Linked DNA regions of Mus musculus: all the other regions are linked to region 3. The links are chromatin contacts, called in public HiChIP or PLAC-seq and promoter capture Hi-C maps. All regions are on one chromosome and are shown on one strand. Each heading gives the region's core, a stretch centred on a gene start, on an enhancer-like site or on the middle of the called end of the contact. The rest is flanking DNA. Distances are from core to core; before and after follow the strand shown. Region 1 has its middle 28 kb from the start of Scd4. Region 2 has its middle 19 kb from the start of Scd1. Region 3 holds the start of Hif1an (hypoxia-inducible factor 1, alpha subunit inhibitor). Region 4 holds the start of Scd1 (stearoyl-Coenzyme A desaturase 1). Region 5 holds the start of Pax2 (paired box 2). Region 6 has its middle 15 kb from the start of Gm35610.

The links. Promoter capture Hi-C pulls out the DNA fragments that hold promoters and counts their contacts. HiChIP or PLAC-seq counts read pairs in DNA pulled down with a chosen protein or histone mark. Capture Hi-C pulls out chosen DNA fragments and counts their contacts.
Region 1: an H3K4me3 HiChIP or PLAC-seq map of bone marrow-derived macrophages shows a contact between it and region 3, with 3 times the contacts expected there. The contact joins the enhancer-like site here to the promoter of Hif1an in region 3. A contact is called at or near these places in 12 of 39 promoter capture datasets (the 3T3-L1 cell line, the C10 cell line, HPC-7-derived erythroid cells and 6 more), 2 of 15 datasets of contacts at CTCF or cohesin (embryonic stem cells and large pre-B cells), 2 of 484 Hi-C or Micro-C datasets (both in B cells), 4 of 115 datasets of contacts at active chromatin or transcription factors (bone marrow-derived macrophages, embryonic stem cells, large pre-B cells and 1 more) and 1 of 9 other capture datasets (liver).
Region 2: an H3K27ac HiChIP or PLAC-seq map of extraembryonic endoderm stem cells shows a contact between it and region 3. The contact joins the enhancer-like site here to the promoter of Hif1an in region 3. A contact is called at or near these places in 4 of 39 promoter capture datasets (the C10 cell line, hippocampal neurons, pre-B cells and 1 more), 6 of 115 datasets of contacts at active chromatin or transcription factors (embryonic stem cells, extraembryonic endoderm stem cells and pro-B cells) and 3 of 9 other capture datasets (adipose tissue, liver and pancreatic islet).
Region 4: a promoter capture Hi-C map of liver shows a contact between it and region 3. The contact joins the promoter of Scd1 here to the promoter of Hif1an in region 3. A contact is called at or near these places in 2 of 39 promoter capture datasets (cranial neural crest and erythroid cells), 1 of 15 datasets of contacts at CTCF or cohesin (the NIH/3T3 cell line), 9 of 115 datasets of contacts at active chromatin or transcription factors (the SCID.adh cell line, embryonic stem cells, epiblast stem cells and 5 more) and 3 of 9 other capture datasets (adipose tissue, liver and pancreatic islet).
Region 5: a contact with region 3 is called in a promoter capture Hi-C map of embryonic stem cells, with 6 times the contacts expected there. The contact joins the promoter of Pax2 here to the promoter of Hif1an in region 3. A contact is called at or near these places in 18 of 39 promoter capture datasets (the 3T3-L1 cell line, the C10 cell line, the HPC-7 cell line and 11 more), 14 of 484 Hi-C or Micro-C datasets (B cells, ECoMG-derived neutrophils, the HPC-7 cell line and 11 more), 23 of 115 datasets of contacts at active chromatin or transcription factors (astrocytes, a colorectal cancer cell line, craniofacial prominence and 15 more) and 3 of 9 other capture datasets (adipose tissue, macrophages and pancreatic islet).
Region 6: an RNA polymerase II HiChIP or PLAC-seq map of embryonic stem cells shows a contact between it and region 3, with 13 read pairs. The contact joins the enhancer-like site here to the promoter of Hif1an in region 3. A contact is called at or near these places in 1 of 39 promoter capture datasets (hippocampal neurons) and 9 of 115 datasets of contacts at active chromatin or transcription factors (T-cell acute lymphoblastic leukemia, embryonic basal ganglia, embryonic forebrain and 5 more).

What each region holds. Positions count from the first base shown.
Region 1 is chr19:44,358,775-44,363,561 of GRCm38.p6, forward strand. No RefSeq gene overlaps it. Among named protein-coding and RNA genes, the nearest start is that of Scd4, 28 kb to the left of the region's middle. Within about 2 kb of position 1,562, at least 3 of the 459 cell types and tissues checked have an H3K27ac peak or open chromatin away from gene starts, as enhancers often do. A contact at or near this core is called in bone marrow-derived macrophages, where this site is marked.
Region 2 is chr19:44,424,637-44,429,117 of GRCm38.p6, forward strand. No RefSeq gene overlaps it. Among named protein-coding and RNA genes, the nearest start is that of Scd1, 19 kb to the left of the region's middle. Within about 2 kb of position 3,220, at least 10 of the 459 cell types and tissues checked have an H3K27ac peak or open chromatin away from gene starts, as enhancers often do. A contact at or near this core is called in extraembryonic endoderm stem cells and trophoblast stem cells, where this site is marked.
Region 3 is chr19:44,560,765-44,565,627 of GRCm38.p6, forward strand. It overlaps Hif1an (hypoxia-inducible factor 1, alpha subunit inhibitor), which reads left to right and starts at 2,090. Exons shown (of 8, transcript NM_176958.3): 1 at 2,090-2,290; 2 at 2,526-2,776. The coding sequence starts at 2,114.
Region 4 is chr19:44,405,183-44,410,111 of GRCm38.p6, forward strand. Scd1 (stearoyl-Coenzyme A desaturase 1) reads right to left here and starts at 2,527. Exons shown (of 6, transcript NM_009127.4): 1 at 2,204-2,527; 2 at 1,305-1,578. The coding sequence starts at 2,227.
Region 5 is chr19:44,754,829-44,759,266 of GRCm38.p6, forward strand. It overlaps Pax2 (paired box 2), which reads left to right and starts at 2,078. Exons shown (of 10, transcript NM_001368747.1): 1 at 2,078-2,608. The coding sequence starts at 2,566. RefSeq lists promoters at 1-2,540, 1-2,540, 1,266-2,540.
Region 6 is chr19:44,723,562-44,728,443 of GRCm38.p6, forward strand. No RefSeq gene overlaps it. Among named protein-coding and RNA genes, the nearest start is that of Gm35610, 15 kb to the right of the region's middle. Within about 2 kb of position 2,695, at least 87 of the 459 cell types and tissues checked have an H3K27ac peak or open chromatin away from gene starts, as enhancers often do. A contact at or near this core is called in embryonic basal ganglia, embryonic forebrain, embryonic stem cells and 1 more, where this site is marked.

The DNA of each region.
Region 1 (4,787 bases), core at 312-2,811, 200 kb before region 3:
CACTGCAAACAACAAAGAAAATGAGGTGTGTCCATTTTAAAGATAGTCCTTATATTAAATAATTATCAAAATCTTACATTAGCACAAGCCTAACATTCGCCGACTCTTGGCAAAGGCCCAGGAGCCATCCCTGGGGCAGCTGTACACCGCAGATCTGTGCAAGGCAAGCTCAATTGCAGTCCCTCTGAAGTGTGGGAGGAGTCGTCTTTCCCCTGCCAGGGGATCTTACAGAGCCACAGCGGTCCATCTTAGACCCCACTCCCATCCTTCTTTGTGTACCACAGCAAGCTCTGCAGAGAAAGCGGAGCTGCGGAAAAGCCTTTGACACTTGGCGTTTACACGAAGATGGGCAGGAACCCAGCAGCTTCAGGCCTCTTCTTGGCCTCGAAGAGAAGGTCACTGAGGGGCAGCCCAGGCCGCTGCCCCTGCCCCAGTAGCTGGCATTGTGGCAGGGGCTCACCCAGTCACTGTGCAGGCAGAGTTTTGTTTTGCTTTCTGGTCTAGTCACTGACTTCTATGGTGGAGACTTGAAAATGCTCACGTTCTCTATGCAGTGGTGGATGTGAACCTGGTTTTGTGTTTTTTTTAAACAAGAAGGAGAGTTGTAATTTGAATCTGAAATGCCTCCACTGACAGGTAACTGTTTTGAAGTCCAGTTCTCCAGTTGGTGGAGATATTTTGGGGAGCTCTGGAGTCTTTGGGAGGTGGGGGTCAGCTTGCAGCAGTGGGCTATTCAGGGCAGGACTTGAAAAATGATTTCTAGCACTCACTTTCTGTTCCATCATTCTCTGCTTGCAGATGCACTGTGATATAAGAGATGCCTCTCTAGAACTGAAGAGATAGCTCAGTGGTTAGGGGTGCATTCTGCTCTTCCAAAGGACCTGAGTTGTGCCCCCAGCACTTACGTTAGGCCTCTAACAACCACCTGTAATTCCAGTTCCACTTCTTCTGGCCTCTGTGGGCACCCACACACAGGTGCACCCACACACAGGTGCACACACACACACACACACACACACACACACAGAGAGGCATGAACACATGCACACACAGAGGAAAAAAATAGAACATAATGTCTCTGCCACAAGCTCCCACCACCATAAACTGAGTAGATCCACTGTGATTTCTCCATCTTCACACACTGGAAGGTTCTGTGAGGAACAGTAAACCTTTCCTCCCTTGGGGTCATCACAGTGCAGTGACAGCAGTTGACACAGACTGTGTTGTCTGGTTTTGTGTGTCCACTTAACACAGGCTGGAGTTATCACAGAGAAAGGAGCCTCCCTTGAGGAAATGCCTCCATGAGATCCAGCTGTAAGGCATTTTCTCAAGGAGTGATCATGGGGGGCGGGTGGCTCAGCCCATTGTGGGTGGTGCCATCCCTGGGCTGGTGGACCTGGGTTCTATAAGAGAGCAAGTTGAGCAAGCCAAGAGAAGCAAGCCAGTAAGGAACATCCCTCCATGGCCTCTGCATCAGCTCCTGCTTCCTGACCTGCTTGAGTTCCGGTCCTAACTTCCTTTGGTGATGAACAGCAATGTGGAAGTGTAAACTGAATAAACCCTTGCCTTCCTCATTTGCTTCTTAGTCATGATGTTTTGTGCAAGAATACAAACCCTGACTGAGACATAGGCTGTACCCTGAAACCCTAGGAAGTACCTTAGAAACAGCCAGGGAGCAGTCAGGGTAGCTAAATCCACAGGCTTTGGTACTTTTGTACAACTTCCATTACTTGATGGGAGTAAATCGAGTGCTTAGTAAAGCGTTTCTCTCCCCATCGGTTCCCGGCAGACCACACCTGTTGGCTTGGATATCCACCACCGCCAAGTAGAGTTGAACTCAACCCTGTATTGAATAACATTTGCCTTTTGTTAACTTGGGTGAGGGATTTCGCTGGGGGGCAAGTTTATGTGTCCGTCCTCCCCCCCCCACCCCCCACCCCCGCCTCTCCAAAGGCCTTTCTACTTACTAGCTCTAGATCTCACACACATGCACACACACACACACACACACGCACACACACAGGTATTCAAGCACGGACCCAACAGATGCTCACCCACACAGGCGTGTGCACATGCATACAGGCACACACACATGCACACAGGCACACACAGGTGTGTATGCAGGCACATAGATGCACACACACACACACACACACACACACACACACACACACACACACACACACAGAGGCATGAACACATGCAGTCTAGTCCCCAGACTCTCAGGGGGCTCTATCTCTTCTAAGTCTTCACCATGGTGATAGATCCGGACTAGCAGAAATACACAGCACTAAAATGATGCAGAAAGTGTAGAGGAGACATGATTGGCAGCTGTTCCTAACGGATGAGAGCAAGTGATGAGGGATCAGTGTAAACCTCTTCGCTTTACCTTTGTGTAAAACACAAACCTCCACATAAGATAAAATTTTACTTTAAGTAGAGTTAAACCGGGCATTGGTGGTGCACACCTTTAATCCCAGCACTTGGGAGGCAGAGGCAGGCGGATTTCTGAGTTCGAGGCCAACCTGGTCTACAGAGTGAGTTCCATGATAGCCAGGGCTACACAGAGAAACCCTGTCTTGAAAAAAAAATTAAGCAAAGTTGTCCTGAAGCAGTGATCCACAGGGTCTGCCCTCCCCAGACTCCTTGAGTTAAAATGAAGACACTCTAGATAGGATGCTGTGAACAAGACACAGGCTTTCTGCTGTCCAGGCTGTTGGCGTGGAGTGAGACCCCAGGAGGCTGTCGGGGTGAGCCAGAAGGATCTGAGTACAAATGGATGGAACTTGAAAATATTCTGAGTGAGGTCACCCAAAGGACATGCATGGAATGTACTCACTTATAAGTGGATATTAGCTGTAAAATACAGGTACCACACTCCACTCCACAGACCCAAAGAAGCTTAAACAGGAAGGAACAAGGGAGGAAGCTTGAATCTCACCTAGAAGGGAGAATTAAATAGCCATAATGGGCAGATGGAGTGGTAGAATTGAGAGAGAGGGGAGATGGGGCATTCAGGATCAGGTGTGGGGAAGGACAGGAGAGATGGCTAGATGGCCATGAAAATGAATGGAAATCTGTGACTGACAGGGATGAGGATGTGGGGGCATCTCCAGGATGAGACAGAGACCTGGGATGTAAGAGGTATCTAAGAACTGATAGGGGTGACCTTAGCTGTGACTCATTACACTGGGGGTATGGGACCTGAAGAGGCCACCTCCTGTAGCGGAGCAAGAACCCCAGTGGAGTGATAAAGACACCAACCCACTCACAGAACTTTCAACCCAAAATTTATCCTGTCTACAAGAAATGCAGGTATGGGGGATGGAGCAGAGACTGAGGGAATGGCCAACCAATAACTGGCCCAACTTGAGACCCATCCTATGGGGAACACCAATCCTAACACTATTAATGACATGCCACTATGCCTGCAGACAGGAACAAGTTGTCCTCTGAGAGGCTATACCCAGCAGCTGACTCAGACTGATACAGACATCCAAAGCCAAACAGTGGATGGAGCTTGCGGACTCTTATGGAAGAATAGGAGGAAGGATTGGGGCCCTGAAGAGGATAGGAACTCCACAAGAAGACCAACAGAGTCAACTAACCTGGACCCTTGGAGCTTAAGAGTAAGTCTGAGCCACCAATCAAGGAACACACACGGGCTGGACCTGGGCCTCCCTCACATACATAGCAGATGTGCAGCTTGGCTTTCATGTGTGTCCTGGACAACTGGAATGTGGGCTATCCCAAAAGCTGTTGCCCGTACGTGGGATTTGTCTTTCTAGCTGGGCTGCCTTGCCTGGCCTCAGGGAGAGAGGAAGTGCCTAGCCTTGCAGAGACTTGAAGTGCCAGGGTGGAGGGAACTTGGGAGGGGGCACCACCTGCTCAGAGGAGAAGGGAAAAGATTGTGGGAGGGGGTGACTGGAAGGGGGGCAGTGAGCAGGATGTAAAGTGAATAAGTAAAGAAATAAAATTAAATTAAAAAGCCGGGTGTGGTGGCACACGCCTTTAATCCCAGCACTGGGGGGGGGGGGGGGGCGGCAGAGGCAGGCAGATTTCTGAGTTCGAGGCCAGCCTGGTCTACAAAGTGAGTTCCAGGACAGCCAGGGCTATATAGAGAAAACCTGTCTCGAAAAAAAAAATTAAATTAAAAGCACCCACCGGACACAGGCAATCCGGGTGCTCAGTACAGCCCAGGATCACGTATAAGGCTTACAGCAGTCTCGAAGGCAGGCAGGTGACTGTCTCCGTTTGCTGTCAGGAACAGGAAACATTAGGAGACATTTTAAATCATCCCACAGCGAGGAAACTGTTAATTCAGGACACAAACCCAGATTTGACTGACGCTGAGGACAGCCAGGTCCTGTCCTGTTTCCCTCCCTAGGATACACTGAAGGGGACAAGGTGGGTCACAAGGCCACTCACTAAATGGGCGTCAGGGAACTGAACAGGCTGCCCTCGGCTTTCCCATTTCTTTGTAAACCACACATCAATATCATCTGGTGAGATTTTAGGAAGATGTGACCAGGTGCCTCCCCACATTTAGGAGTCAGACTTCCTTGGGATGCAATCTGGAAGTCTGTAAGAGAGTTCCCCTGGCGAATGTATGGGGAGCCAATTGGAAGCATCCCATGAACAGGCTGCCGAGAGTGGGAGTGGCTTCCTTCATTGAAAGGGTCAGATGAGGGAAATTCTAAGGAAGGTCCGTGGGCATAAAGCCGGCTAGCTTCCTTCCTCAATCTCCCCCTTCTCCTACTTCCCTGCCTGGTTCCTTCAGTAATGAA
Region 2 (4,481 bases), core at 1,970-4,469, 130 kb before region 3:
GGAAGGAGATGATTCAGGGCTTAGAGAGGTCCTGAGAAGAGGGTTTGGGGTCCAATTGGTATGGTGATGTCCTGAGGGAAAGCCCATTGCACACAGGCTTTCTGCGAGGCATTAACTGGGAGCTTTAGTGTCCAACTTCAGAGAAGGTAGTGGAAAGATCACAGTGCAAAGGTGGAGTCAAAGCTTGTGCAAGATGAGAGAGTGGGAGCACTCGGAGGCTACCTGGCCTGTAGGTGAGGGAACCGATGCTGTATTCAGTTAATGCCTTCTTTAACGGTTGCACAGCGAGTGGTGTTTGCCTGGTACAGCACACAGTTCTACCTTCTATGCGTGTCGACTGTCTTAGTCAGGGTTTCTATTCCTGCACAAACATCATGACCAAGAAGCAAGTTGGGGAGGAAATTTGCCTTACACTTCCACATTGCTGTTCATCACCAAAGGAAGTCAGGACTGGAACTCAAGCAGGTCAGGAAGCAGGAGCTGATGCAGAGCCATGGAGGGGTGTTCCTTACTGCTTTGCTTCCCCTGGCTTGCTCAGCTTGCTTTCTTGTAGAACCCAGGACTACCAGCCCAGGGATGGCACCACCCACAATGGGCCCTCCCTGCTTGATCACTAATTGAGAAAATGCCTTACAGCTGGATCTCATGGAGGCATTTCCTCAAGGGAGGCTCCTTTCTCTGTGATAACTCCAGCTTGTGTTAAGTTGACACACAAAACCAGCCAGTACAGCCACCAAAGTGGTGGGCCTGCACTTTGTCACAGTTCTATCGCATGAAGAGACACCATGGCTACAGCAAAATCTTATGAAAGAAAGCATTTAAGTGCTGGCAGAGAGAGAGAAAGATACTCTGGGCTTTTGAAACTTAAAAGTCCACCATCAGGGATACACTTTCTCCAACAAGGCCGTACCTCTAATCCTTTCAAACAGTGTCACCTCTTGGTGACCAGACACTAAAACATAGGAGCCTATGGGGGCATTCTTATTCAAACCCACAACAACTGGGGCTTGATTGCAGGCCCAGACATTTAAGTCTATTGATGTCATGGCGGGGAGCATGGTGGCGCACAGGCAGAAGTCGCTGAGAGTTCTGTTGGGGTCCAGGAGGAGTTGCCTCACGAACCACACCGACACTGGTCTCAGTCAGATAGAGTTGGTTTATTGAGCCTATTTCCCAGAGCTGATTGATCAGGGCCATGGTTTAGACTCAGAGGCTGAACTGGGACATTGAGTTAATATCCTTCGGGGCATTTTAGGCCTGAGATCTACAACCATCTGTGTCAAGTTACTTCACCAATGAGGATTTAGAGGTAGGGGGTTTTCTATCTTTGGTGTGCATTTGTCCTGTTCCCATTGGTTAGGATATTCAACTGTGGTAGGGGGTTTGCCTTGTCTAATGTTCGTGTCTTAACTTGTCAATCAGGATGGGACTTGTCGGACATGCATGCCTTTACTTACCAACCAGGATTTCAGTTACCCAATGTGGTGGTTTGAATATGCTTGGCCTAGGGGCTGGCACTATTAGGAGGTGTGGCCTTGTTGGAGGAAGTGTGTCACTGTGGGGGTGGGCAATGAGAACCACCCCTAACCACCTTCTCCTAACCATGTGGGAACTAAGTCTTCTCCTAGTGGCCTTGAGATGAAGAGGCAAATCTCTCAGCTCCTCCTGCACCATGCCTGCCTGGATGCTGCCATGCTCCTACCTTGGTGATAATGAACTGAACCTCTGAACCCGTAAGCCAGCCTCAATTAAATGTTGTCCTTATAAGAGTTGCCTTGGTCATGGTATCTTGCCACCATAGTAAAACCATAACTAAGGCACCCACATACATGTCTCTTTTTGCCAAGTAGGATGTCAGTGCCCAGGGAGCTCTAGGGAACTCTAACTCTACTTGACCCTTACTGAAAACAGGAGTCTTATTATCCCAAATAGTTTTTTATATTAATGCAAGGGTCTCTATTATGTTGTGGTCTATCCCAGGGGCAGCTTATAAACGCAAATACAATAAAATCTTATACACAGGTGCAGGAAGTGCTGCTGGGTGGTTGGTTCAGGTCCAAGCTTATTGTGACTAACTATACAAAGCAATCCTGACTTCTGTTGTGATTGGTTTCCAAGAACGCCAAAGCACAGAACATTCTAGTAACAGCCTTAACAGCACAGGAGAAAGTTTCCTTATAATATTAGTGACAGCACAAAGTGGCAGGCTAGACAGGGAACAGGGCCTTAACATTTGACCTAGACCACAGCAAGTTCTACTGAAAGAAAATGAGATTTTGTATCTTGTGATTCATGTAAAAGAGTTGTCTATGAGCCCCTACCTGGGGCCGAGAACAAAGCAGAACAGACAGGGCTGTTGTTAAGACAGTCCTAAGAACAGCTTGATTGTACAAGCAGGGCTATCTTGTCTGGGTCAACACCACCTGGCCAGAACCTCCCCTCTGTCTACTGCCCCTTGACGCCGGGTAAAGTCATACATCAACTGGTTGCTATGTGAACAAGATAAGCCCCCAGCCCACAGGAACAAAGTCCTGATGCCCTGTAATCTTTCTGTTAATGTTTGAATAAGCCAATAGTGTGTCACTATGCTGAATTCCACACCCCTAAGCCCCTTACCCCATAAAAACCCCTAGCTTTCGAGCCTCGTGGCCGACATCCGTTATCTCCTGTGTGGGATGCATGTCGGTCCGGAGCTCCGTCATTACATCAAGAGATGGTCCTTCGTGATTTTTTGGGTGCACGCCGAATTGGGAATTGGGTGGGGGTTTCCCCACTAGGATTAACACTACATCCAGATCCGCAGGCAGCTGGAAACAAGAATAGCACAGGGTTTGGAATAAGCTTTTCAAGAGTTTATCACACCCGCAGTGAGACACTTCCTTCAACAAGGACACACAGCCTAACTCCTCTCAGGTAGGGCCACTCCTTGATGACTAAGCATTCAAATCTGAGCCTCTGGGGGCCATTCGTATTCAATCCACTGCAGCCACCCCAGTCAGTCTTTCCTTACAGATGGACTCTATCCTCCTGGAGGCTTTGTCAGGATCTCACCAGCTCTGTCCTGGGGAGTGTCGGTGCCCACTCCTCTGAGGCACCTAGAACTTTCTTCTGTTAAGTCATCAACTTCCAAAGGACATCCTTCAGATCATTATTCTCCAAACTAAATAATTTCTAGTCTGTCTCAAAAAAAAAAAAAAGTCATTACAACATGGTGACCAGAGGCCAAAGGGTTGGGCTAGGAATTTGCAGATTCAGGTGTAGATACTACAACCGACCATTTACTATCTGAGGCAGTGAACAAGTTGCTCCTCCCCCTCCTGCTCTTCCTCCTCCCCCTCCTCCTTCTCCTCCTCCCCTTCCCCTCCCCTCCCCTCCCCCTCCTCCTCCTGCTCCTCCTCCCCTTCCCCTCCCCCTCCTCCCCCTCCCCCTCCTCCTTCTCCTCCTCCCCTTCCCCTCCCCTCCCCCTCCTCCTCCTCCTGCTCCTTCTCCCCCTCTTTTTGTTTGTTTGTTCATTTGTTTGTTTTGAAGCAGGGTTTCTCTGTGTAGCCCTGGATGCCCTGGAACTTGCTCTGTAGACCAGGCTGGCCTTGAGCTTGGAGATCCACCTGCTTTGCCTCCCAAGTGCTGGGATTAAAGGCAAGTGCCACCACTGCCCGGCCTGACTAACTTTCTTAACTTCCTTGTGTCAGATTTCTCCCTCTCTATCCACCTGATCCAACAGGATTATGTGGCCATTTTATGGGCCATTCACTCGGCCTGGCATGCGGTGTGACAGCAGTTTCAGAGTGCTCACCGTGCGGGCTCCTGTCTCAGCTGAGATTAATTTAATGCCATTTATTGGTATAAGTGTACCAAGGGACCTGACTATCACAGTGTCCTGTGTCATTACTCCTGTGGTATCTAGACTTGGAAGGTCCATAAGGACATGCACAGGAAGTGACATCTGAGCAGGGACAAGGAGAATGTAGCCCTGAAAGGGACAGGAAGAGAATGGAAGTTTCTGGGAAGAGAGGCCAGCATGTGCTAAAGCCAAGTTTAGTGATGGCGCATCTGAAGACGGAGCAGAGGCCAGGAGCAGCAGAGTGATGACCAGGAACAGGCTGGAATTCTTGCAGGGCCTCATGTGGGCTGATATGAAACTGAACTTGGTCCTGGGGGCTGTAAAGAAGCCCCAAAGGGGTCAAAGCATAGGCCTGGGCAGGATATGCTAAAGCTCTATTTCTGAGTGTTAGGTCAGTAAATATCCCTGGGAAAGTTTAAAGGAGGAAACCAAGATCACTTGTACTGTCTACATATACAGTGGACACAGCCAATGACCGCCACAGTGACCACCATGACTGACCATCACAATGAACACTACAAATGATAACCTCAATGACAATGACTGACCACCACAGTGACCATGATGGCTTACCATCACAGTGGATAGTATACCTGATCACTATGGTGACAGAGACCGGGTCTCTCTCTACATAGTCCTG
Region 3 (4,863 bases), core at 840-3,339:
GAAGTCTTCCCTCCTCCTCTGTGTCTGAAGGATTGTTAGTAATTCTGTTCTAAGTGTTTGGTAGGACTCATCAATGATCCACATTGTTTTGGGCTTTTCTTTATGGGATTAATAAAAAATCCCTAATGTAGTTTTGATATGGGTCCAATTAGATTTTTCTTGAATTAGTTATTATAGTTGGTGTTTTTTACAGGAATTCCTCGATTTCATCTAGAGTCTCTATTTTTAATGTTCACTTGCTGATAGTATCTTATATATTGCTTTTTATATTTGTAAAGTCAGTGTTATGTTCCTGCATTCATTCCTGATTTTAATAATATGAATTTCTAGGTCTGGTTTATTTTTAATTTTCAAGGCTATAAATTAAAAAAAAAAATCAACATTGCAGATAAAATCTTGACTGCTGCCAAACCCCTTCATGGAGATAACCCTGTTATCAACTTGTTATATCATAGTGACTATGTAGCTTAAGTATATAACTAAGACAGAAGTATTAATTTCTATTGCTGCATATTCAGTTAAATTTTGTTTTAGTGTTCTTTAAACAAGTCATAAAATTAGCAGCCCAAACAACACCTACTTAATATCTCACATTTGTCATGAGTATTGGTTCTGGTTAGTCAGGTCCACAGCTCAGGGTCTCACCAGTGTGAAACCAAGGCCTATGCCATGACATCTGAGGCTCTGAATCCTTTTATAAGCATAGCAGTTATTGGTCAAATTCAATTACTTGAATTTATAGGGCTACACTTCCCATATTTTTGTTGGCTATTAGCCAATAGTCTTTCTCAGCTTGTAAAGAATTCACTTGTCATTTTCTGAAATATATGCATATATATGTGTGTGTGTATATGAATATACATATATATTCAAGGCAAACCAGAGAGCATGTATTATGGATTCAAATCCCCAAGCCTTTTGTCTCTAACTAATGTTTCCAGATTTAAAGGGCTAGAGAGATAATGTCTGCCCTACTCAAGATAAGTCTCCATTTTGATGACCTCAAATTTGACTGGTTAGGGACTTTGACTACATATTTGCCATATAATGTTACCTAACTACAGGGACACCACCCTGTCATAGATGCAGTTCCTACTGTCATTTTAAGGGGAGAGACTTAAATAGGATATGTACACCATGGGATGACAATCTTGGCCTCCTGTAGGTATTCATTAGAATGGTCCAGTAAGGGCTGGCGAGACTGCTCAGCGGGTAAGAGCACTGACTGCTCTTCCAAAGTTCCTGAGTTCAAATCCCAGCAACCACCCATAGTGAGATCTGACGCTGTCTTCTGGTGCATCTGAAGTCAGCTACAGTGTACTTATGTATAATATTAAATAAATCTTTTAAAAAAAAAGAATAGTCTAGTAAGCAAACAAAACAATTAATACCTTCTCTTATAACCAGTATGTATTGTTGGAAAATGTGAATATCTGTGGTTGCATAACATTGGTCTCATTGCAAGATTAGATTTAAGTAGGTGAGATAGTGCTATATGCAGAAAAATCAAATAATACTGAACAAAAATGGATTTTATATTACTTTTTTTTTTTTTTAAAGGGATGGTGGTTTGCTGTGTTATTCAGACTGGCTCTGAACTCTTGGATTCAAGTGGTCTTCCTGCTTCAGCGTCTGGAGTAATTGGAACTATAAGCCCTTGATCTTCTCTAGATTCTGAATGAATTCAGTTTGTCCTTAATCATCTGTCTAAGCCTTCAGGACAGCTTTACCCAAGGTCTATGTGCTAACTGATTTTTCTAGTGATTTCTTAAGTGGATCTAAGCGTTGGCTTCTCTCCCCACCCGAGAGAGTAAAGCTTAAAGCTTAATTACACTTGCCTCCGTCTTTGCCTCTGTAGGCTTGAACATAGGGAGGCAGCAATATTTCGTGGGCTTGTTTGTCCCTTTTCTAAGGAACTAAGCGAGTCGGCCTTATGGAGCCTAGACTGTAGTCCTGCAGGTCACCGCTAGGGAGCGCTCCTTCAACCTAGGCGCCCACCTACTTAAAAGGTCTCGATCGGTTTCTCTTGCAGTCCATCTCTATGGTGTTCGTTGTTGTTGCTTCCGGAAAGGGCGGAGCTTTCACTTCCGGCGGGGCCGTCCCTAGAGTAGAGATGGCGGCGACGGCAGCCGAGGTTGCGGCCTCTGGCTCTGGAGAGGCCCGGGAAGAAGCCGAAGCTCCGGGTCCCGCCTGGGATGAGTCCCAGCTACGAAGTTACAGCTTTCCGACCAGGCCCATCCCACGTCTGAGCCAGAGTGACCCTCGGGCGGAAGAGCTCATCGAAAATGAGGTGGGGGGCGGGGCTGCTGCTGAAGGGGGTGGAGGAAGGGACCCGGTTAGCGGAGAGGTGGCACACTGATCAGATTGTGGACAGAGGCTTGAGAGGCGGGAAAGGGAGATGCTACGTCAGGAGAGAGTGACAGGAGACACTGTTGTGAATTTGACAAGTACAGATATCGTCGAGAAGAACATATTAGCGCCTTGGAATTACTTCATTGATTTTTTTTTTTGATGTTTTTGCTTAGGAGCCAGTGGTGCTGACCGACACAAACCTTGTGTATCCTGCACTGAAGTGGGACCTCGAATACCTGCAAGAGAATATTGGCAACGGAGATTTCTCTGTGTACAGTGCCAGCACCCATAAGTTCTTATACTATGATGAGAAGAAGATGGGCAATTTCCAGAACTTTAAGCCAAGGTCCAACAGGGAGGAAATTAAATTTCATGAGTTCGTTGAGAAACTACAAGCTATACAGCAGCGCGGGGGAGAAGAGCGGTAAGTTGCCCCGTCAGTAGAACCAGGGCATCCGCTTTCCTGTACTTGTTTGAAGGTGTGGTGGAGTTGGGTAAGAAGAGATTGGCACCTCCAAGCCTCTGGGTTCCACGAGTGAATATTCTGCTCTGCGCTTTGAGTTCTTGATGGTTCTTTTTAGCTTAGTGGATGAGGGCAGCATTAGCCTTGAACTGTGAGTCCAATTTCCTGTCTTTGGTAGTTAGAGTGACAGTTGTTTTGCAGGGTCAGTCAGACGAAAGAAAGGCTTTGACCGTGCCTATGTGGAACTTATACTAGCCTGATAGCATATGTCCAGTTAAATCATTGTGCGGTTCTGTTTGGGAGGGCTGTCCCAGGGTTCGAAAATTTCAAGCTCAAAATGGAAGATTTTTACTTAAGATCTTTTGATTTCTTGAAAAAAAAAAAAAGATTGTGTTTTATGTGTGCAGGTGTTTGTATTTAGTTGCTATTGTTTTGGGGGGGGCGGGGCAGGGACTCACTCTGGAGCTCTTAACTGGACTGGCTGGAACTTGCCATATAGACTAGGCTTGCCTCAAACTCGATAAGATCCTCTTGCCTCTGCCTTGAGTGCTGAGATTAAAGTGTTTACCTGTTTGCCTTGCACACCATGTGTATTTAATGCCTGTAGAGGGCAGAAGGCATTCCATTCTCTGCAAAGGAGTTACAAATAGTTGTTAACTGCCAAGTGGGTCCTGGGAACCGAGCCATGTGGGTCCCAGTCTCCTACTGCAGCTGTTACCCGATGAACCATCTCTGCAGCCCTTTTGACATTTAAAGCGCGCACGCGCGCGCGCGCACACACACACACACACACACACACACGCACACGCATGTGCACAGAGTAAGGCAATAATTGCTTGTTGGATTTAGCCCTGAAATTGACAGTCTTGATTCTCAAATACTTTTCTGGCTAGGGACAAAAAGTTGAGCCGTCCTTTATGATTTGGGTTGGGGGTATCAGGATCCTCTAGCTTTGGGAAGGTCAGAACACATTGCTTGATACACTGTTCTATTGGTCCAAAATCATTTGGAAGAGTGATTCTTCCTTTTTGTTTTTATTTCCACTTCTGAGGACCGCCCAGTTATATAGGTTCCAGACAGCAGTCAGTCCCACATTATAAAATTGTCCCTGGAGAATTGCTTTCGCTGAGTCCTTGACAGTGAATGACTGTCCCACATTTGGTGGCCATATCTGGAGTACTCTGTAGCCTCCTATCTTGATTCTCTTTCTGGCTTCCTAGCATCAGAATGTAACTAAGTGAATAGATTTTAAAGGTCTGGGCCAATGAGGTAGCTCATTGGCTAAATGTGCTAAGTGCCAAGCCCGACAGCTGGAGTTAATCTCCAAGACCACCATGGTGGAAGAAGAGAACCAGCTCTCACAAGTTGTCCTGTGACCTTACATGCATACTAGGAGAGATTCTGAGCTTTTATAACTCAGTTGTAATAGGCATATGGTTTAGATTTGTGGCTTACTTTTTTTTTTTTTTTTTTTTTTTTTTTTTTTGGTAAGTAGGTGTGTTATACCTGGCAGGGTGGTGCACGTGTGTAATCGTAGCACTCAGGAAGTGGAAGCCGAAGAATGAGGGATTCAGGGCCAGCCTCTCTTACCCTGAGAGAGCCCACCTAGGAGGTTCCTTGTAGCTAGGTTTTTCCAAGTTACTGAGATCTCTAATTAATGTTGCCGTAACTGTTAGGACTTTAAGGCAGGGAAGTCCCTTCTTTTCACTCAGACATGCTTGGCCTGGGTCACATCATCTTGTCTATTCCTGACACGAATTGTCCCAGTAGTTACAATCTGGAATTTTGCAGTTTGGATGTAGCAAAGGGAAAAACAGGATAGTGTGGACTATTTCCTAAAATCAGACTTGGAAGCAACACAGTCCCTCTGTGACATTGTATCAGTCCAACCAAGGTCTCTTACAAAGGAGGCAGCTGGTGGGCAGTGTTAGAATCAGCCACAGCAGTCATCAGGGGCCAAAGGAGGTGGAGGTGGATCAGGTCCTGAAAGGAGTCTGGTTCATCATAGACTTTGTAGACAGGCTTCCAGGGAACTTGTGTGAAATACC
Region 4 (4,929 bases), core at 1,277-3,776, 160 kb before region 3:
AAAAAAAGGGGGTGGGGGGTAGACGGGAGAAGTGGGCTGGAGACTCTTTGAGTCTTGAGCGTTATCAGAGATCTCTTCAGAACTGGGTTCTTTTGCCGAGTTAATAAAGAGAATAAAGGGGCTCTGGAAATAGCTTTCTCAAGATAAAGGCCGGGAAGCGGGGTAGCTAGCCTAAGAACAGAACCGCGCTAACCCCCAACAAAGCACTGCTGCTCTACTTGTGACGTGGAAAAACAGCGGATCCTCTCAGATCTAGGTCATCTGGACAACTTCTAAGAGGACACTCCCAGGACCAAATTTAACTACTTAGAAGACCTATGAGGCCCAGGGCAGAAGAGTTAATACCTGGCTAACTATCCCTCTCCCAACCTTATGCTCTGAGAGAGCTGCCACAAAATACCCACAGCTATTACTGTTCCAGAGAAACCTGCCATGTCTTAAGGAGAGGGGACCTCTCTGAGAGACCCCCTGCTTCTCCTTCCCAACTCAGGTTTCTTAGACGAAACCACATGTAAAGCTCAAATGTATCCCAGAGGTGGCCCACACCCAGTGAATCCCCGGGGAGCTGAATTAGAGGCAGGGCTGCTGAAAGTCCATTCTCTGCCAAGGAGGGGTCACCAGGGCAAGAGGACTGGACTTCCGAACGCTTTGGGTCCTTCGCACTTCATGGTCTCAGGGGACACAGCAAGAGCAGGCTAGATGTGGGAATGGAACCAGAACCTTATTTCATTCTTTTAACATGCTGCTGATTCGCAGGTGCTGCACCCTGGAGAATGACCTGGCGCAGAACACCCACCTGGAGACTGGGTGCTGTAGAAACCTGCATCGTCTTTCCCCAAGGCAAACCAGCTTGGTCTAGTCAAGAGTTTGGAGTCAGAATAGTTGTGTGGAAATAACTGCCTTTTGTCCCTTTCTTTTCAAGGACTGCTCTGGTACAGTGTCCTCGGGGTCTGTTCCCTGCCCTGGCTGAAGAGTAGTCCACAATTGTCCCTGACTAGCACGGGATTTCCCATGCCTCTCAGGTAGGGCTGGGTTCTCTTGGGTCAGGTGGGGCCAGGATGCACAGCTTAAGCAAGCGTCTCATACAGAAAAGCTTGTTCAGAGAGAGTTGCTTCTCTGCCTCAGGTAGACCCCTCCCAGTCTCCTGCACAGGGACTCAGTATTCATGTTAAGTCCCACAAGGAACCAGAAAAAAAGGCTGGGGAAATCTGAACAGAGCAGCCACTGCCTTGGGTCAGAGGGTACCTTATTAGAGAGCAAAGAGAAATCTGAGGCACTGGCCCAAGACAAGGGGCGCTGCTCACCGAAGAGGCAGGTGTAGAGCTTGCAGGAGGGAACCAGTATGATCCCGTACAGGCCTCCCAAGTGCAGCAGGACCATGAGAATGATGTTCCTCCAGACGTACTCCAGCTTGGGCGGGGGTCCCTCCTCATCCTGATAGGTGGGGTCGTGAATATCTTCTTTCATTTCAGGACGGATGTCTTCTTCCAGGTGGAGGGGCACCGTCTTCACCTTCTCTCGTTCATTTCCGGAGGGAGGTGCAGTGATGGTGGTGGTGGTCGTGTAAGAACTGGAGATCTGCAAAGAAAAAATTCAGTCGGGGGAGGCCGATCTGTGGGGCTCTCTCTCTCTGTCTCTCTCTGTGTGTTGTGTGTGTGAGAGAGAGAGAGAGAGAGAAATAGGAAAGAAGAATGAAACATTTATAGCCTCAGTAACACACAAAGGGATCCCCGTGTAAGTTATACAAGTATCGGTAGGACGGGCTTTTCTTTAAAGCAGCGGTTCTTAACCTGTGTCTCACGCTCAGCCCCTTTGGGGGTCAAATGTCCCTTTCAGAGGGGCAGCCCAAGACCATCGGAAAACAGATATTTACATTACGATTCAAAACAGTACCAAAATTAAAGTTATGAAGTAGCAACGAAATCATTTTATGGTTGGGGGGGAGGGGGTCACCACAACATGAAAAACTGTAGTAAATAAAGGATCGCAGCATCTTGAAAATTGAGAACCGCTGCTTTAAAGCTAAAGGCACGAAAGTTGGGACTCATCTGCCCAAATTACAATCTACACCTCTCAACCAACCGGTCACGTCAGAATTCGAGAAAGCCCAGTAGTCCGGAGAACTCTCAACTTTCTCCTCCCGGGACCAGTCACCTAGCTGCGTGGCCAGTGCAAGGAGCGAGGGCCGCTTCTGGAAGCTCACCTCTTGGAGCATGTGGGCCGGCATGATGATAGTCAGTTGCTCGCCTCACTTTCCCAGTGCTGAGATCGAGCGTGGACTTCGGTTCCGGAGCCCGTTGGTGTAGGCGAGTGGCGGAACTGCGCTTGGAAACCTGCCCTCCTGACTCTCGGGATGGGTGTTCAGCCCGGTCTGGCTGTGCACAGATCTCCCTGGGCTGGGATTTTAAAGGGTAGAGCAGGCGATGGGATGACCGTGTTCAGTATTTCCTCAGCCCCCTTTTATCGGCTGCCAGCAAAGGGTAAAGAGCGCAGAGATAGCTAGCCAAGGAAGCCAGGCGTGGAGGTGAGGGAGGGAGGGAGGGAGGGAGGGAGGAAGGGAGGGAGGGAGGGAGGGAGGGAGAGAGAGAGGGCGGGACCAAGAACGGGAAAGAAAGCCAAGTAGATTCCAGAGTAGACCTTGGAGGCGCCGGGATGCTGAAGGCATCAACAGGGCGCGCTGCTCCAACCCCCTGCCTGGGGATAAATGCTAATGTGCCTCCTGTGAAGCCCGTCTTGTCATTGGCCAAAGAGAATTTGGTGCCACCTTGTCCTGCCTTTTCCATTGGCTAGGCGCAATCTGCTGTTCCCTCTGCCTCTAGCTTCTCGCTCTCTCCTCCCCTCTTTTTCTCCTTATCCTCTTTGCTGTGGGCTGATGGGTGACTTTTCTTTAAGAGCAGGATAACGTGATTCCAAGTAGGAATTGTGTGCAAGCCTAGGACTTTGGTCTGGCGCTTAGCAAATGGTTCACTGGGGAAATCGCATCGAAAGAAGTGAGGAAGACACTGGCTACCGCCACTCACAACTCGGTCTAACTTCACATCTACCCCCACTTCCAGGCACCAGCAAAGAGAAACCCCGGGAGACTGGGATATGAGGGTGCGCCCAGGGCTCTGACCCGGGAAAACAATAGTGTATCCCTTCAGCCAGCATCCGGTTGCTGCTGCGTTCTTGACAGCACACGCTGAGTTACAACTGCACTCACTCATTGGGCTCCGTCTGCCGGGGACCGCCTCTGCTGGGAGCCAGAGCCCAATCCTAGCTGCTTCTCCTCAAACGGGACGGGACGTTTGAGAGCTCCTTAGATCCTCACGTTGAGATTCCAAGAAAAGGGACTAAGGAATCAAAGGGCCTGAGTGTGCGGTGCGAATAGCAAACAGGCACTTTGCGATCCCTAAGAAGTCTCAAGAATTTCCTTTTTGTTGAACCCACACTGACCCTGAGCAGTAGGTATTCCTTGGTACTTACTGTTATTGGTTTCTTTTTAGACAAGGTCTCTGAAGCTCTGACTGTCCTGGAACTCACAGTGTAGACCAAACTGGCCTCAAGCTTCATAGATCTGTGTCTGCCTTTGAGCTGGGTCCAGCTCCTCGGTCTTTTTAAAAAGGAAGTGAAATTTAAAAGAGTTGAGGTTACCTGTGGTCACGCTTAGCCAGTGTATGGTGGAGCTAGGAATTGAGTATCAGATGAGTGGCTCAAAGGTAAAGGCAGGCCTGGCATGGTGGCGCATGCCTTTAATCCCAGCACTCAGGAGGCAGAGGCAGGCGGATTTCTGAGTTCAAGGCCAGCCTGGTCTACAAGGTGAGTTCCAGGACAGCCAGGGCTACACAAAGAAACTCTGTCTCAAAAAGCCAAATGCAGCCTGGTCTACATAGTGAGTTCTTTTCTTTTTTTCCTCTTCTCGCTTTTCTTCTGCCTGCCTGCCTGCCTGCCTGTCTGTCTGTCTGTCTGATATCAATGGCTTTGCAGCCTACTCTACATAGTTCCTTTCTTTCTTCTGAAAAAAAAATTTAAGATACGGTTTCTCTATGTAGCTCTCACTATGTTGGAATTTGCTTTGTAGTCCAGGCTGGGCTTCAAACTCAGAGGTGTGCCTGTCTCTGCCTCTCAAGTGCTGGCATAAAGGTTTGTGCCACTAAGCCCAATTTACAAAGCAAATTGTAGATCATTCAGGGTTACATAGACCTGTTTGACAATAGCAGCAGCCAGGTTCTCCTGGGAATTTCCCCTATTCCCTCATTCTGCTCTTATCCCCTAGATCTGGGGATATTACCTGGACTAAACTGTAACACACGTTTGCCAGAAAAGACAAGGGCAGACCCAAGACAGCATGCAGTATAGGAGTCCACTACCTCTCTCCAAAATCAAGCTGCTATGCTAGTGAGAAAGCTTTGGGGCCCCAGAAAACGTTGGGTAAGAGAGAGTTGATTTCAGTGTCTCTAACTGGAGTGGAGACATAGTAGGGACCGGGTTTGTCTGTAATCTTATATGACTGTAACATGGCACCCACTGTAGACTTCAGGAGCTTCCAACCGAGCACACACTAAGACTGCATAATAGGAAAGAAAACTGTGGAAAAACACACGAGTTGGTATCAGGAATTATTAGGACAGTGACTAGCTAGAACGCCTAAATAAATACGATTTGCTTATAGTATATATTTTAAATGTTTATTTTTATTTTTAATTATATGTCTCTATGGGTGGGTTACATGTGCCCAGAGGTATGAGAATCCCTGGAGCTGCAATAACTGGTGGTTGTGAGCTGTTTGACATGTGTGCTGAGAACTGATCTCTGGTCCCCTGCCAGAGCAATGAAGGACATTTAACTACTGAGCTGTCTCTCTCTCTCTTTTTTTTTTTTTTACAATATAACTTACAACTCTCAGCACATGCCTATAATCCCAGCACTCAGGGGGCAAAAGCAGATAAA
Region 5 (4,438 bases), core at 828-3,327, 190 kb after region 3:
TGAGATTTGGCCAAAGCAAACCCGGGAGCGCCATCTACAGGCCTTGAGAGGAAGGCATTGGTTTTCCTGGCAGGACCCCTGAACCTCCTACTCTTCCTGCCCACGGGAACCTAGTCCTCAGACCAAAGGAAGTGGGGGACAGGGTGGTGGTGGGCAGATGGAAAGGTGGTTTATTTTTATTTTTATTTTTTAGTTTCTTACTTTCCAGCAGTTACTCTGCAATTGGATTAATCTAGCCGGAAATTTCCAGGAGACCGGGCAAAGGCCCAGATCCCAACCGACCCAGCTCCCCTTGGAATGGAAAGCTCAGAATCCGGTGTAGCTGAGCCTGGCCTGAAACTCACCCAGAATGTGGGCGGTTCTAAATGCCCGGTAGGAGTCAGTCTGAGACGGGCTGAGAGTCTAGTGGGTGCTTCCCCCAACCCCATCTACTGCCGAGGCTTTTTGGCTATAGGGACAGGGGCACTGTCTACACTCATTGCCCTTCCTCTGGGCTTCAGGAGCTGCAGACAACACCAAGGAGTCTTGGGTCCGCCGGGCAAGAAAGCTGTGTTTCTCAGCTTGAGCTTCCTGGAGCCGCCCTTTTTCAGACCCAGGGAAGCCTGGGAGGAGGGAGCGAAAAAGGGGGGGGGGGTGAGTTAAAACATCAGCTGAAGTGCCAAGATGATTTATGAGACTAGGGAAAATATTTCATAAAGATCTCCTGGATATTCTGTACTTAACCAGTTAGGAGACAAAGGGCTTCTCTCGCTTAGTGCGTGCGAGAAGACCCCAGCGAACAAGGGAGCGAGTGCGGGCCAGGCTGCAGAGACTGGGCCAGCGGCTCTGGTAGGAGCCGGGCCAGGCCGGCGTGCTGCGCCAGCTGCGCTCGCTCGGGATCTGCAGAGCTGGCGGCGGGCGGCGCTCAGTCGCGTTCATAGCCTCCTCTTCTCCCCAGCCGGGGAAAGAGAACGCCTTGGTCCCGCCTTGGGCTTCTGCATCCTCTGTCACTGCCGCGGACAAGCCGCTGCGCACCGTCTCCCGGCACAGTCCCTTCCCTAGCTACCCGAGGGTCCAGGTGCCAAGTTCCCTGGCTCTCCTACCATCCGTTGGGTCCCACCAAGGCAGGTGGGTTCTAGCCAGAGGCCTCTAGCTTGATTCCAAACCAGGCGTCTGGACTGCCCAGACTCCGGGGAGGGGGTGCGCGCCACCGCGTGTGGGACGGGAGGGGACAAACTGCTGGGCACTTTGCCCCGGAATGAGAATCATGCGTGCGTGGATGGGAAGGTACCACAGGAGGAAAAGGCGAAAGGGAAGGACCAGAGGGAAAGGGAGAGAGGAAGGAAGACACAGGGAGAAACGGAAAGGAACTCAGCGCAAGGGTAGCCGAGTTAGGACAGGGGCTGCGGACTCGCGGGCGTCTGGGATTTGCGGGCATTGGCCGGTGGATGGCAGGGCTGGGCGAGTTAGGACTGAGAGCCTGGCTTCGGAGTGCCGCGCGCTCGGAGGCCCTCTGTGGTTGCCTGAATATTCATTAGGCTGGCCGCTCTTTATCCTTATCTAACGTTTATCTTCTCGGCGAGTTTCGTTTCTCAGTGTAGTTTTAATCCGGGGCTCCCATTCCTCCTCCCCCTGGCCCGCTCCTCACCCTCCCTCTTCCTTCACCCGCTGCTCCCTCCCGTTTCCCCCCCCTCCCGGGCCCTCCCCTCGCCAGCACCGGAGTGACAGGCGCGGGGCCCTCCTTGCCGAAGCTCGGGGCTCCGGCGCTGGCGAATCACAGAGTGGTGGAATCTATTGCCTTTGTCTGACAAGTCATCCATCTCCCGGCGCGGGGAGGAGGAGGGGGTCTGGAGGGGGCTTTGCAGCTTTTAGAGAGACACACACCGGGAGCCCAGGCTCCAGTCTCCGGCCGAGTCTTCTTGCAGCCGCAACCCACCTGGGGCCAGCCCAGCGCTGCGGGCGCCGCTCGGCTCCTAGGCTGCCTCCCTCCCTCCTGGCCCTTCGGTCGCCGCGGCGTGCGCCTGCCTTTTCCGGGGGCGGGGGCCGGCTCGCACGCTCCCCTCCCGCGGGCGCCCGCTTGGACATCCCGGGGATTGCTACTTCTCTGCCAACTTCGCCAACTCGCCGGCACTTGGAGCGGCCCGGCTCCCCTCCTGGCGCCCTCGGGCCGCCCCCGCCCTGAGCTCTCTTGGTTCAGAGCCTCTCGGACAACCGGGTTCCAGGGGAGCTGAGTGAGCCGTCTTCCCTACCCGGCCTCAGCTCTGGCCGCAGCTGGCGCGCGAGCCATGCGCCCCAAGTGCCCCTTGGTCCAGCCAGTCGCCCCGGGGCTGCGTTGCTGACTGCCCAGCCGCGTGCCCCAACGGTGGCAAGTTGCAGCCTCTGCGGTCGCAAACCCCAGCGGGCCCGGAGGAGTCCCGGCGTGGAGCGCGGCGCGGCGTCCCCCGCCCTCGCTTGCCCCCCAGCAGTCGGGCGCCCGCTCACTCTCCCTCCCCCACCGTCCCTTCCTTTTCTCCTCAAGTCCTGAAGTTGAGTTTGAGAGGCGACACGGCGGCGGCGGCCGCGTTGCTCCCGCTCCTCTGCCTCCCGATGGATATGCACTGCAAAGCAGACCCCTTCTCCGCGATGCACCGTGAGTACCGGCGCCCGGCTCCTGTCTCGGTTCCAACCCCATGTAGCCCCAGCGCGGTCCGGCCCCCTGCGCTCAGGTCTCACCCTAGAGGCCACACTGGCCTTTCCCTGCTCCCTCCTTTCGTCCTTTCTCTTACCTAGTGTTTCTCACGCCTTCAGCCACCGTTCTGCTTTTTGCCACGCCATACTCACGGTTCTGCCTGCCTTTCTACCTTCACTAGTGTCTCACCTCCCTCGGCTCCTTCCACCTGCTCCTCCTTACCTCTCGGGATCCATAACCCTGGGCCCAGGTTCCAGCCACCCACCCCCTAGTCAGTCTTTGCCCTGGACTAAAGGACTAATTGGCAGTAGTTTTCAGGCTGTTCTCTCTCTCTCTCTCTCTCTCTCTCTCTCTCTCTCTCTCTCTCTCTCTCTCTCTCTCTCTCTCCTCCCTCATCTTTACCTTCCTCAAACTTAGAGTTGTGGGTAATCGTGAGGAGGCTCCTAGTTTGGGCAGCCTTGGTGTCAGGACAATTATGCCTAAGATCCTGGGGGTGTGACCCCCTTCTGAGCCTAAGCTCTCGGCGCCTCTTGTTCCCTTCGGCTTAGTTAAGGCTTCCTGGGGGGCTGCTTTGCTACGTCCCACCCTTTCTCCCACCCTCACCTCTTCCCCCCCCCCTTCCCTTCCCTTTTAGCTAGGAACAGGAGAGTGGCCGGTCACTTTTTTTTTTTTTTTTAACTTTGCCTAGGGAAGTGATCATTCTAAAAAAAAAACAATGAAGGATTTTGAGAAGAAATCAAAGTCAGGGAGAGAGGTAGAGCCATCCAGGCCAGCACCTGGATGCTGTACACTCGAGAGACTTCCTTGCCTGTCTCCACTCACTGTTGAGGACCATTCAGCCAGCGCCCTGGCCAGGGGGTCAGCAAGAATGGATATAATCAGAGGGAAAGAACAAAAGAAAGACAAATGCCAAGGCTGAGGAGAAAGGAAGGAGAAATCAAACCAAGAGGGGGGAAAATCAAGGAAAGAAAATTAAAAGGATGTTGGGGAAGAGAAATAAGAAAATAGGAATAGAGGAAATATCATAATGATATTTGAATGCATCTAATTCATAACGGCTCTTTAGCTCCGAAAACTATTTGTCAGGTATCTCCCCTTGCTTAAAAAGATAAATAATATTCTAAGTAGAAAAGCCCTCCCCATCTATAGATTAATAATTAAGGATAATTTGTAACTTTCCACAAGGTAACTTTTAGACCTAGCCTGATTTGTGCTTTAAAACGCGATCCAAGAGGGAGCCGTGTTTTGTTTGTTTCCTAAGCACATATTGAGCTTCACGGGACTATAAAAAAAAAAAAACACCTGCAATAAAATATAGTTCCCTAAATAATTTCTAGGTAAAGGAAACCCAAACGCGAGACTTCGGGTCGCTGCGAATCTCTCAGCCGGCCGGGAAGCCTTGCTCTTTTTCGGAGGGAATGAAGCAGGTTCATCCAGGCGGCCGGTCTCTGCCTCAGCCCTGCTGCCTCTGCAGCACTCGGGGGTTTTTGAGGATTGCTTCCTGGACCCATCAATCGGGGCCAGTGACGGGGAACCTCTTCGAAACCCAAAGGGGAGAAAAGCGAGCAGAAGGTGGTCGAAGGAAGGGAGAGAGGCTCTGCACGGGCCGGCGAGACGAGCAGCTACAGCCCGGGTTTGCGCCAGCGGCAGTTGCGCATTCTAGGCCCGGTTCCGCACAGATCCTCCGCAGCCCATCCGCCCTGAACTCCAGCGGTGCCCGGTTGCAATCCCCACCCCATAGATTAGGGCAGAGGGGCCGGGCCCGGAGCCCGGTGAGGCTGAATTATTCAT
Region 6 (4,882 bases), core at 1,445-3,944, 160 kb after region 3:
AAGAGAAGGGGATCTTCCCCAGGAGCCTGAGCACACTCCTTAGTGAGCTAGGACCAGGCTAATTTACAAGGATTATCTAAAAGTGGGAAGGATCCCTGACCCGTTTTCTGTCTTCATCCCTCCCCTGAGTCCCTCCCTGCCTCCACAGCACCTCAGTTTGAAAAACACAGGGGCAGTCCAGCTGCCCGGGTGAGCCCACCTGGCTAGGCCACAATTACTTCCCTTCAAACACAGAAGGACCACGGCAGGATGATGCCCGTTAGGGTAGATCGTTTAGTACTACCACAGGGCTGCTGCCCCAGCTAGCACGGTGGACCGTATCCTTTTTCTGTGTAGGTTCACCTTGACCTGTGAAGAGCTTGAGCCAGGGCAGGGAAGGGATCACCCTGACCAGAGGTGGAAACCTTAGATGAAAATGAGGAGAGTCACACGCCCAGATCGCCAGGAAGGACAGGGTGAGGGCTGGCCGCCCGAGGGGTTGTTGGCCAGCCAAGTCGTGCTGGGGGAGCCGGGAGCTGGGTGGGCGGGGTAGGGCGGGCGCCACCAGGCGTGGCGCAGGGAACAGAGCAGAATGAAATGCAGATGCAAAACGTGCTCGTAAGAGTTTCCTCTCTCTCTCCATCTGCCAAAGCCGAGATTTTAATCTTTAATCCATGAGCAATCAGCGAGCAGCGGCGAATGGCACATTACAGATGTTTTACTGTCGCGGGCGTTCGCAGCTTCCGTGCTCTGCACAGGCGCGGAGCGCGGGCGCCTCTAACCTTCCCCCCTCCTCTCCTTCCTTCCTCCCCAACCCCACTTAACAATACCCCCCCCCCCCAACCTGCACTCTGCAGGCTGGTTAATAAAGGAAGAGCCGGGAAGCGGGGCCTTTTAACCCTTTCCTACAAGAACTGGGGATTCTGTTCCTGGGGCTACACTGGTGGCACAGGCATGGGCTGCATAAAGGGCCGGATACCATTTATATCTCGCAAGCCGGGTTTTCTTGGTTGAGGGTCATGAAGCCAAGGACGTTGAGTGTCCTGACAGGGAAGTCTTTTCACTTTCCACACCCTTCCAGAACCCAGCATACCGGGCCCACTGGCAGCTCCTGCTATTAGCGCTCCAGATGTTCGGCTGAGCTGAGACTCTGCTTTCCAGATGTTGGGCACCTCTGTTCTCACGCGTGGGACCACCATCCCTTCTGCATGATGAAGGAGGAGAATGTTGTTGTGGTCAGATCTGGGAAGGGAGTCTTGAAGAGCAGCTGATTCAAACCTCACTTGGGAGGGGGCTCCACTCTCTATAATGGAGGTGTGTGTGTGTGTGTGTGTGTGTGTGTGTGTGTGTGTGTGTGTGTGTGTGTTATGCATAGGTCACGGTGACAGGAAAACCAGGACTATTACTCTGAAGCTGCAATCAGGTCCAAGGAATAAATGATGCAGCCCAGGGATCCCTGGCAGTGATCCTAGTTTCTAGAGATATGTTTGTATAATTTTTATGTATTTGTCGCATCGACTAGTCTTGCAAACTCCGAGAGGTCTATCATTGTCTTCGCAGGGTCTAGAATAGGGCCTAGCACATAGTAGATACTTAATAAATGTTTGTTAAAAACACACACACACACACACACACACACCAAAACTCCTGTAAGTCTTGGGTCATGCTTTCTTGGGCCATTACCAAAGAAGTCAGTTCATTCACCTCAGAACAAAAGCATCCGTAGGTAACCTCCCTCCACCAAGACTGCAGCTTAACTGCAGCTTGTCTGCAAGCCTTCAGCTTTTTTCCTACCTCTTTGGTGGATCCTTCCCATTAGACAAGAACTCAGAACGAGAGAGAATGCATCTGAGGAGGGCTTGGAGAGGTGGCCCAGCGCCTAAGACCAGTTTCTGCTTTTGCGGAGGACCTGGGTTCAATTCTCAGCATTGGACATGGTGATTCACCACCATCCATAACTCCAGTTTCAAAGGGACCCAGTGCTCTCTTCTGACCTCAGGTACCAGGTAGTCATGTAGTACACATATATGCATAAATATATATATATTAACAAATCTAATAAGGGAGAGAGAGAGAGAGAGAGAGAGAGAGAGAGAGAGAGAGAGAGACAGGTCTGATAGTACACCAGCGTCCCACTGGCCATCTGCTCTCCCTAGGTCTCTTTGACCTTTCACCCTGAACTCATGGACACCTCTCCCATGTCCACGCCTAAGGCTTCTTCCCCTTGGCATGCCCACAGGCACTTTCTCCTATGGTTCCCAAGGTAGGGGTTTCAAATGTATGCAAGCCCTGTTCCCAAACTGGTCCACGGTTTCACGTCCCAAACCAGGGATCATCCTTTCCCAGGAACTTCCCAATCTCCACACCGAATTTGAATTTTGGGGGTAGGCGTGGGCAGAAAGCAATAATGAGGGAAAGCAGATAAAGCCGGGGAGTGAGGGTGGGAAATGAGATCTAGGATTTCAAAACAAACAAACAAAACACTGGGAGGGGCGGGCAGCTAAAAGAAAGGAGCTGGAGAGCAGAAGGCAGCCATAGACGGAAGCAGAGAGAAACCATTGCTTGGCCCGGGCTGCCGCAGAGAGGCCCACGCAGAGGGGCATCGGCAGATAGAGGATGCCGGGAGAGCGGGGTGCCGGAGGCTCGGCTCGGGCTAGAGGAGAGCCGGGACCCCGGAGGCGCCCTGGCCGGCCGCGGTGGCTGCGAGCCCGCGCTGCCCCAGCCGCCGCCGTCTGTCGCAGGCCGCCCCGAGCCTGGGCCGCGGGGTCCACAGGCGGCCCTGAGAGGCGGCGGCGGCGCGAGGGAAGCCGGGGCGAGAGGCAGCGTAGCCGCGTGTGTGTTTTTATTATTATTATTTCTGATTAAAGAGGAATTCATCTCGTATCTGCCTCCTGCCAGGGGCCGAGGCGCCGCCATTGGGGTTAACGGTGCGGAAGAATACAAAAAAATTTCATTGAGGAGGATTATAAAAGTTACTAGCTGGAACATTAACAGAAGAGTAACTTGTAAAAAATGCAATATTACAATATTCACAAGGACGGCAGAGCGTGGTAAAGCTATAAAATTCAACATTAAAATCTTCCACAGCCTAGATAACCTAGTTAACAAACATGGTATTGGAACTACTTTTCTATTGGGGATGAGGGATACGGTGCCGGGGGCTGATCACACCTCGGCTGAGGGCGGGGTGGGGGCGGGGCGGCCTGGGCTAGCCCCGCCTCTCTCCTACCTCAGCCTCCTTCCCATGAAAATGGGCATAACCAGAACTCTCCTAGGTGGAAAACGCTGGCAGAAAAGCACCTTCAAACGTCGAATGAGTTTGCACGTTTGTGAGGTTTTTTCTTATGTGATGTACTCAGTGAAGAAGAGAGTTCAGGTTGGATTTAGAATTCCTGCATAGGGTGCATACTTCTCTTTAACTGCTGGAAGTATGCATAAAATGTATTTTGAAAGGATTTAATGTGTGATTCAGTGATGTGTTTGTGTGTGTGCATGACTGTGTATGTACTCAAAGTGCACATGGAGAACAACTACATGATATGTGCATGTAAACAGGGTATTCAGGCCAAGGTGATTTGGCATGTACACTGTGTGTTCATATGTATGTGAAATAAGTGACTGTGAGGAACAGATATGTGTATGCACAGTATGTGTGAGTGAGATGTAAGTTTAGACAACATAGGAGCATAGGTATTTATGGAGTACATGTCTGTTCTGTGTGTTCATGTACAATGTGTGTATTTTGGGCAGGCATGGTATAGTTTTCCAAGAAAATATGTTTATATGTGGCACGGTTTCGTGTGCAGGGTACAGACATCAGATGGCATTATGTGGCTTTTAATAGGCGGTATGTTCAAATACTACCAAAAGTATGTTTGCTGTGTTTGCATAATAGGCATGCGTAGACAGTACTTGAGGTATGATACACGAGTGTACAATGCCTGTGTTCAGAGTGTGTGCACCTGAGTGTGATGTGCGTGTATGGGGCTGACTGTGGATGCAAGTGCCCAGATACTTTGTATAGGAGTCTATATCTATGGTGCACTGGTATTTGAGCACATGAATGTACATGCATGAAAGGTGTGTGTGTGTGTGTGTGTGTGTGTGTGTGTGAAACCCATAGACGTGTGAGCTGATAAAGTGTGCACCTGCAGAAACAGAACATTGGTGTCTATCAACCCCTCCAAATGTGATGATCCAAAGCACAGACTCAGGGGACATATCTTGAACTACATGTACTTTCCTGTGTGCTAAGTCTCTATATGACCTTGGGTTCACAGGCTCTAGGTGTCTTAGGGTCACTGTTCACAGTATGGCGACAACACTTATTTCACAGAGTTGTCGTTCTGGTCACATGAGTTAATACTCGCTATGGTGGGAGTAAGAATAGCTGGTGCCCTAAAAATGTTCAAAACAGAGAAGTGTGATTAAGAATCTAGGGGTTAGCTGGGCATGGTGGCTACACACCTTTAATCCCAGCACTTGGGAGGCAGTTGCAAGTGGATCTCTGAGTTCAAGGTCAGCCTGGTCTATAAAGTGAATTTCAGGACAGCCAGGACTACAGAGAGAAACCCTGTCTCAAAAACAAACAAACAAACAAACAAACAAACAAAAGGATTTAGGGCTTGCTGGGAATTGAACTCAGGACCTCTTGAAAAGCAGCCAGTATTCTTTTTTTATTATTATTATTATTATATGTAAGTACACTGTAGCTGTCTTCAGACACACCAGAGGAGGGCATCAGATCTCATTATGGATGGCTATGAGCCACCATGTGGTTGCTGGGATTTGAACTCAGGACCTTCAGAAGAGCAGTCAGTGCTCTTAATCACTGAGCCATCTCTCCAGCCTGCAGCCAGTATTCTTAACAAATAAAAAGATCTAGGGATTAGGAGCAGGAAAG